Regions from separate parts of the Mus musculus genome. Here region 2 is linked to region 1. Evidence: chromatin contacts called from public Hi-C data. All regions are on one chromosome and are shown on one strand. Each heading gives the region's core, a stretch centred on a gene start, on an enhancer-like site or on the middle of the called end of the contact. The rest is flanking DNA. Distances are from core to core; before and after follow the strand shown.

Region 1 (4,243 bases), core at 664-3,163:
GAACTGTATCTGGTCTGGGGTGAAAGGATGAAGGCCCCTTGCAGCCAGAGCTTCTCAGAGGTCTTCTTGTCGGTGTATCAGGAATGAATGGAGCTGTTGTACAGTGAGAGGCACTAGGTGAGAGCTTACATGCGGCATTGAAAGGAGATGAATCCAATACGGAAAACATCTGAAGGACTTTTTAAAAAATGTAAGCATAAGGATCAACAAGGGGCCTCAGGCAGTTCACACTCTGAGGGTTAAGAACGGTCACATGAGTAAAGCTCTCATGAATTCAAACTGTACACAAATACAGGAAAATATGGCCGGCTCCGGCTCCGGCTCCTCGAATTTCCTGTCATCCTTGTGCAGAGACCTTGCAAATCTTCTCTGTATTGTTCCAGTTTTAGTATATGTGCTGCCAGAATGATCCCTGTCATTATTATTATTTTTTTTAATTTTACTTTTATTGTGAACAAAATGAAGTTGGGCCAAGTTGACAGCCTTCGTTCAAATAGCATTGACTTATGAGACAGGAAGACTTTTAGGTTCTCCTTAGGAGTCAACAACTGTACCTTGTAAAAACTGTGTCAACATTAAGATAAAACATTAAAAATTACCAAAAAAAAGGGTGGGGGCTGGAGAGATGGCTCAGCGGTTAAGAGAGCACTGACTGCTCTTCCAGAGGCCCTGAGTTCAATTCCCAGCAACCACATGGTGGCTTACAACTATCTGTAATGGGGTCCGACCCCCTTCTTCTGGTGTGTCTCAAGACAGAGACAGTGTACTCATGTAAGACTCTGGCGAGACTTAACTTACTGGAGGACCCCCAGTGAACAACATAGAGCAGGGGATCGATGCAAAAGCAAGAGGAATTTTATTGTTCCAGCATGCTGGGGTTGCCCTGCACATGAAGGAGAGAGAGAACGACCCCCCCCCCCCCAGCCCGTTCAGTGAGTTTTTATGCAGTTTTCAGAGCAGCAGCCCTTAGGCACAAAGTGATTGACAGGACAGTGTGACTTTTAAACTGTTCGGTCTAGGGAATGAGGTGGCAAGGACTTCACTTGTCTGTAGGTGGCCAGTGGTAGGTTCATCCTGCAGAATGTGTCTATAGCTCTGGGCCTCACGATCCGCAGGTGGCCCATGGTTGGTTGCCACCCCCTCCGAGGTCTGAGGAATGTAGTCCGCCTCTCCCTTCCGGAAGGGAGGGGTGCTTGAGTGCTCTATGACCTTTCTCTTTCAGGAGGGGAGGAGTCTGGTGGAATTTTCTAAAGGTCCTGAACTGGCCTCTTCACTCACATATATAATATAAATAAATCTTTTTTTAAAAATTACCAAAAAGATCCCCACACTGGAGGTCTGATAGTTTTTCCTTAGTCTAATATAAAAGAGGTATGGCGGTCCCTGGGGGACTCAGTGGGACCCTGAAGTTTTCTGGGTGCCAGCATTTTGCTTGGACTTTATGGTGCCATCAGATGGTGGTGAAATCAAATGGCATTAGCAAAAAAGTTATTAGCAAAAAAAAAATTATCGTTACCAAAGAAGGCTGCCAAATCACATCGTTGCTCCCATCCTGATGAGCGCACACACACACACACACACACACACACACACACACACACAGACACAGAGTTTTCTGCCAAAGACGAACTCAGCCCTGTGGAATCCTTCCATTTGAAGATCAAATGTGGATTGTTACAGCCCTTCCTTTAAAAGGATGCTTTTCTTAGGTAGGTTAGTGTGGATATAGGAGGAGATGGTACCTATGGCCTAGGCAGCTAGGCTTAAAGAGAGAGGGGGGGGGAGATTGCATGGTCTCAGCTCAAGGCAGCTGAGCATGGTAAAAAGATGATACAGTAGCCAGAATCACAGTGCAGGTTTCTTTCAGAGTTGCATAAGCTCAACTTCCAAAGAATGTCACCCGCCCAGTTCCAGGATGAAGCAGGAAATGGGCTGCCTTGTTCTCCTTTTCTCCCTCACAGAGTCAGAGGGCTAGCCTGAGTCAGGCCAGGTGGAAATAAAAACGGGCGTCCCTAGAAGCAGAATTGCTCTTTAATCGGAGCAGAGGAAGGCAGAATTGTGCTTTAATCGGAACAGCGGAAGGCCGCAGTCTCTCCCCGGAAGTGAGACTGCACTCATGTGGTGTGGGGTCTTGGGATTTTTTTTTTGTTTTTGATAGAAAAGGGGGGATTTCTGGGATGGAAGAGTTAATCTGCAGGTCAGTTCTTCTTAGTCTCAAAGTGGCAGATACTAGCAGCTTTGATACGTGGGTCTCCTTATCAGGTGTTACCAGCCAAGGCAACTTTCTTGTCCAGAGCTTCTCATCCCCTGAGGCTGGCCTGCTCTACTTAATGAGATCCTATCTCAGAAACCAACAGAATAATACTGTTACTATTTGGACGCAGGGACACAGGCTCAGATAGGAGAAAAGGAGAGCGTTGGGCCTGGGGTGGGCAGCTCAGTGGTAGTCTGCTTGCTTAGCAATCAGAATCAGGAAGCAACCCAGGCTCAAATCATGGTTACAGAAGTAATGAAAAGAAAGAGAATCAGACCATACTGCCACGAAGAAGAAACGATACAGAGCAAGAAAATAATCATAGCAAATGCAGACAAATAAGACAAAACCAAAGGAGGACTGGAGAATCTAAATGATTGGGATGGCAGATATTATGTTCAAAGAACCCACCAAACAAAAGAAGTTATAGAAAAACTGAAAGTGTTGGCCAAATTGTCACAAGAATGGCCTCTAACCTGGTTGTTAATGTTGTTTTCCTCAGAAACCTTTTGAACTGGGCCTCCACAGCCCACATGACCCTCAGCACTGTGGTCTTTTATTCTTCCTCTAGGATGGTCCACTAAGCCCTGCTTAGAGTATTCAACTGTTTTCCTAGTTCAAAGTCTGAAAGTCCTCCACATTCCTCAATAAAAACAGCACAGCCAAGTCTGTCACAGCAGTATACAACTTGTGGCACTAACTCTTGTCTTAGTTGTTCCTCTATTGCCATGGCGAAACAATGTGACCAAGGCAACTTATAAGATAAAACATTTAATTTGGGGCTTAACTGTGGTTGCAGATCATTATAGTTCATGACTGTCATGGTAGGGAGCATAGCACCAGGCAGGCAGGCAAGCAGGCACAGCAGACAGGCAGGCACAGCAGGCAGGCAGGCAGGCAGGCAGGCACAGCAGGCAAGCAGGCACAGCAGGCAGGCAGGCAGGCAGGCAAGCAGGCACAGCAGACAGGCAGGCAGGCAGGCAGGCAGGCAAGCAGGCACAGCAGACAGGCAGGCAGGCAGGCAGGCAGGCAGGCAGGCAGGCAGGCAGGCACAGCACAGCACTGAAATAGTAGTTGAGAGCTTACAAGTTGAATCAAGCATGAGGCAGAGAGTGATAGAGCTAACTGGAAATGGCATGGGCTTTTGAAACTTCAAAGCTCACCTCCAGTGACACGCCTCCTTCAACAAGACTACACCTCCTAATCCTTCCCAAATAGTTCTACCAACTGGGAGCCAAGCATTTAAACATATGAGTGTAAGGGGGCCATTATCATTCAAACAACACTACAAGGCCTATGTAAGATTAACTTTCAACCCTTTAAAGAAAATTGTCATTAAAAGCTCTTCTTCATGGCTTACAAAGGAGATGCATCTTCTAGCCTGCATCTGCCTGAGAATCTACATCCCCTGGTAAACTAGAGGGTGTATTGTATTAGTGTGCTCTCACTGCTGTGATAAATAGTGCAACCAAAGGTAGCTTAGTGAGGAAAGCGTTAACTGGATTACATACCCCAATCAGTTTATCAAGCCAAGGCAGGAACTTTTTCAGGGCAAGAACCTCCAGTCAGCAACCAACGCAGAAGCCATGGAGAGCACAACTAATTAGCTTACTCTCCTTGGCATACTCAGCTTGGATTTTTATACAACCCACAATGGTCTGGGTTCCCCTACATCAATCACTACTCGAGAAAATGTCCCACAGGCTTATCTCCAGAACAAACATAGTAGGGACACATTTTCTCAACTGAGGTTCTGTCTTTTCTGTATGCATGGCTTAAACTTGTGCCAGGTTGACAAAAAACTAACCAGCCCAGGGGGTTAAATACGGAAACCCTAAAAATGAAGAAATCACAAAAATAGGTAAAAGAATATTGATACAACAGCACCTATACTACTTTTTTTTTTTTTGTAAAATAAGCAAAGTATAAAAATAAATAAATTTAATCCCAGCACTTGGGAGGCAAAGGCAGGCAGATTTCTGAGTCTGA
Region 2 (4,243 bases), core at 1,306-3,805, 330 kb after region 1:
GAAAGCTGGGGGCTCAGAGAAAGGAAGTGGGGAGGAATTCAGAGGCCCCGGAGGTCTGGTTGCCAGCTGGAAGGTATCACCCATGCCTTGGTACATGGCATGCATACACACACCAGAAAATAGCCAAGAAAGCCCAGTGGTCAGTTTAACATGAAAGGAGAGCGAACTGAAGACACTCATCCTAATTTTAGGATAGTAGCTCTCAGCCGCTGGGTCTCGACCCCTTTGGGGATCCAATAGAAAGCATACCACGTCTTGGTGAAAGAAAGAGCATCCTTGTCTTGGTGTCTTAGCACAGAAAAGAAATTCCCATGCATCCCCTGGGTTAGGCAGCATCAGTGGATTATGGGAAAACTAGGAAAGGCACAAGGCCCAGTTAGTTCTAAGGCCTCTATAGCCAGTGCAGCTGCCCTCCAGGGGCCCTGTCCATCCAGATGTGATAGAGGTCACAGTGACTATGACTGTGAATGCCAGAAGTGCTGTTCAACTGACAGGTGCCACCGCATTCCTGGACCTCGGTAGCTCCTAGGTAGGAGAATACATCCCTGTGGAAGATTCAGGACAGGCTGGCACCCCTCCAGGCAGGGTCTTGTCAGGTCTCCACTCACCTTGCTGACCATACTTTCTTCCCTCTGGGCAGCTCCAGACCCCCTGAGTGACACTATCCACAAGAAAAAGCACACCCGCCCTACCTTCACGGGCCACCAGATCTTTGCCCTGGAGAAAACCTTTGAGCAGACCAAGTACTTGGCTGGCCCAGAGCGGGCGAGGCTGGCTTATTCCCTGGGCATGACGGAGTCACAGGTCAAGGTGAGTCTGTGCAGAAAGAGTCTGCCTGGCAGCCTAGCACCTGCCGGGGTAGGAGGCCACTGGGTGAGAGGAAGGTGTGGCTGCCCATCTTACTGTAGAGATTATAATAATTACTAATCACCCCCCACCCCCCGAGAGCGCGCACCATGACAGCCATCTCTACCTAGCCCCATCTGAGAGCCTGTAAACAGTACCGTCATTAAGTCTCACCTTTTCTTGAAGTCAGCATGGTGGCCCATTTTACAGATGAAGAGACAGTGTCAGTTAATCAAGCCTGGTGTTTGGAGTCTTCTGGCCTGCAAGCACAGAGCTGAGATTTGAACGGAGATCTGTGGGACACTCACCAGCTTTAAAATGTCCCAATCTTTAAAATGAAGATAATACACCCCGTTCCCATCCATGCAGAGGAGAGTGGCAGAGATCAGCCACAGACTCCCCGACGAGCTGGTGGCAGCCTCCCTACTTCCACCTCTTCAAGGTCCAGGGACAAGGGTTCCCATTGCCACCCTAGTCTGTCCACACTTTGGATGGGCACACGGGAGAAGAAAGCCATGAGACCTCCCAGAACTGCAACCTCGCTGCCAACATGAAGAAATGAAGAAGTGTGAACAGATTAGGGGGGTTCTGGGGCAAATGCTACCTCAGCAGATAGTTACAGCCACAGAAGGCTGTGGTGTGGAGGTGGAAGGAGCTTAGGTCCGTAGGACACGTTTCTTTGCTTCTTTAGGGCACCACGATCTTCAGCCATCTTAGCGTACATGTTATTTTTCTAGGGGCCAATTATTCACGAGGTTCCTGGAGATGTGTAAAGTTAGCTTATTCATTCATTCATTCATTCATTCACTCCGTTTTTGCGTTTCTTGCCGGAGGTGGACCGGAGGGCCAGGGCATGCTAGGCCCGGGCTCTACCTTACACTGTCCTGAGTCCCAGGGACAATTCTAACCAGTGGCATTTCGGAGGGGTTGGGGGGGGCGCTTTGGTCCAGATGCCTAGACTGCACCCGAGGCAAGGAGGAAGCTGCAGCTCAGGGAGGGTTGTTATAGCACAGGAAAGGGCTGTGGCACGCTTTTATCTAACTTTATTTTATTTCCCCCCCGCGGCTAATGCAAGTGTCAGGCCGCTGCTCTGTGCAGTGGCGCATAGTCTGTACTCTGGGGTAGCGAGGCGGCAGTAACGGAGCCCGCCGCGGCACCCCGGTTGCTCTTTGCAGGTGTGGTTCCAGAACCGCCGGACCAAGTGGAGGAAGAAGAGCGCCCTGGAGCCCTCATCCTCCACACCCCGGGCCCCGGGAGGTGCGAGCGGGGACCGCGCGGCCTCGGAGAACGAGGACGATGAGTACAACAAGCCGCTGGACCCGGACTCGGACGACGAGAAGATCCGCCTGCTGCTGCGCAAGCACCGGGCCGCCTTCTCCGTGCTCAGCCTGGGCGCGCACAGCGTGTGACCCCGGGCTAGCCGCGCCGACCAGCCTTCCCCTCCCCTTTCCGTGCAGTCCGCTGTGGGCAGGGACCAGAGAAGAGGAGTTGGGGGGAGGGGGAGGAAAAGACGAAGGAAGAAGAAAGAAGAAGAGGAGGAGGAAGCGAGAGGGAAGGAAGGGAAGGAGACGAGGGATGGTGAGTGCCCCGAGGGAGAAGATGGCACACCTCTCTGTCATTCCTCCCCTCTGGGCCCCTTGCCCTGTCAGCCCTGCTCTAAAGTGAGCAGGCTTATTTTTTGCAGCAGGGAACCTGGCTATGGAGCGCTCCAGATGCGCTGTTTTCCCCTCTAAGGATCAGCTGGTTAGGGAGTCACACAAAGTACCGCACCTAGTCGTAGGCTGGGACTGCAAAGCAAAAGACGGAGCCTGAAGTCCAGATGTGCTTTCTAATGATCCCACCGCTGGGGGGCGGGTCCTGAAAATAGGAACTCTTCTAACCCTGAGTTTCAGGACCCTGTGACCCCCAACTGCACTTTACTTTCAACGCAGATCCCACTGTACCAAGGAAGACTCTGGGAAAGAGACGAGGGGATGCCAGGCAGAGGGGAAACAGATGAGAAAATCCTAAGGTTTTGTTGTCTCTGGGAGGTACCCACCAAGGCAACCCAGGGCATCCATCAGAGTTTGGGAGCATCTCAGCAGGACAGAGAGAAGGGCTCTGAATGCCACACTCCTCCAATAGGGACACCAGACTGGGCGAACCCTAGGCAGAATAAGGGGTTGGGAGTGCTGCTGGACACCGAGGCTTTTAAAACAAAACTAGAATAAAGATGAAAATCCCAGAAACCGTCCCCGCGGCTCCTGCACTTTTCTAAAGGGAATATTGGCAGTGTTCTCTCCCGTCATGAAGTTGGACTGGAAAGATGGCTCGGCGGTTACTGCTGCTCTTCTGGAAGACTTGGAGCTGGGTTCGCAGCTACAGGCTGCTCACAACGGCCTGTTAACTCCAGCTATAGGTGTTCCGACGCCCTCTTCTGGCCTCCTCAGGTACTGCATGCATGCTCACAGACACACATGCACTCTGTGACTAATAAAAATAAATTCTTTGTAAAATAAATAGATAAATAAATCAGTCTAAAAAAGAAGAAGAAGCAGAAACCATCATCCATAGACCAAATTGTTATCTTCAGTTACCTTCTTTTCTTCCACATCCCAGGTGTTTTGGGGTTAAGGGAAAGGGAACAGGCCTGTTGCTTACCACCATCACAACTTCTTCCCTGACAAGCACCTCAGGGTCTAATGGGTGAGCACAGATTTTGGCCACAGCTCTTGAGTGTGTCATTCCTATTAGAAGGACTTGGGTCCTGTGCCCAGTGATGGGTTTCAGATTAGGAATTCAAGCACACCGAGGTGCACTGTGCTTCTAAGCACGGGACTTATTAGGAGAGCTATTAACACCCTAGAAAGACAGCACAGTGAGAACCCTGAGCAGACTTCAGACCCACGAAGCTAAATCTGAGTCCTTAGATTTCAGGAGATAGAGGGCTCATGTTAGTGGTTCTCAACCTGTGGGTTTCAACTCTTGGGTGTGGGGGTATCAAACAACCCTTTCACAGGGGTCACCTAAGACCATCAGAAAACATAGATAATTGAGTTACGATTCACAACAGTAGCAAAGTTACAGTTAGATGAAATAGCAATGAAAATGATTTTTGTGGTTGGGGGGTCACCACAACACAAGGATCTGTATTTAAGGGGAACAGCATTAGGAAGGTTGAGACCCAGTGTCCCGTGCCACAGAGTTGATAAGTATTCCATAGTTTGTGCTTACAGGCAGGTTGTCTCTGATTCCTAGACAACAGGGGATGGAGCGAGGTTTAGCTCTTTAGTTGATGTATGTTCGTCATACCAAATGCACCAACCTGTAGCCCCTGACAGCTGAGGGTGTTTATAATCATCTTAGGGGGGACATGGGGGATATAGGCACACGGTCAGCTGTGTTGGGGTGCCAGCCA

Evidence for each region. Hi-C and Micro-C count contacts between places; a contact is called where the count stands out from the background.
Region 2: a contact with region 1 is called in a Hi-C map of embryonic stem cells, with 2.4 times the contacts expected there. The contact joins two enhancer-like sites. A contact is called at or near these places in 9 of 484 Hi-C or Micro-C datasets (the G1E-ER4 cell line, the N1E-115 cell line, cerebral cortex and 3 more), 5 of 115 datasets of contacts at active chromatin or transcription factors (embryonic stem cells and microglia) and 1 of 9 other capture datasets (pancreatic islet).

What each region holds. Positions count from the first base shown.
Region 1 is chr8:22,822,133-22,826,375 of GRCm38.p6, forward strand. All of the region lies in intron 1 of Gm46036 (a long non-coding RNA gene), which reads right to left. It also overlaps the pseudogene Gm24735. Among named protein-coding and RNA genes, the nearest start is that of Ap3m2, 19 kb to the left of the region's middle. Within about 2 kb of position 1,914, at least 11 of the 459 cell types and tissues checked have an H3K27ac peak or open chromatin away from gene starts, as enhancers often do. A contact at or near this core is called in embryonic stem cells, where this site is marked.
Region 2 is chr8:23,155,561-23,159,803 of GRCm38.p6, forward strand. It overlaps Nkx6-3 (NK6 homeobox 3), which reads left to right. Exons shown (of 3, transcript NM_029002.2): 2 at 641-810; 3 at 2,022-3,388. The coding sequence ends at 2,255. Among named protein-coding and RNA genes, the nearest start is that of Nkx6-3, 4.4 kb to the left of the region's middle. Within about 2 kb of position 2,556, at least 54 of the 459 cell types and tissues checked have an H3K27ac peak or open chromatin away from gene starts, as enhancers often do. A contact at or near this core is called in embryonic stem cells, where this site is marked.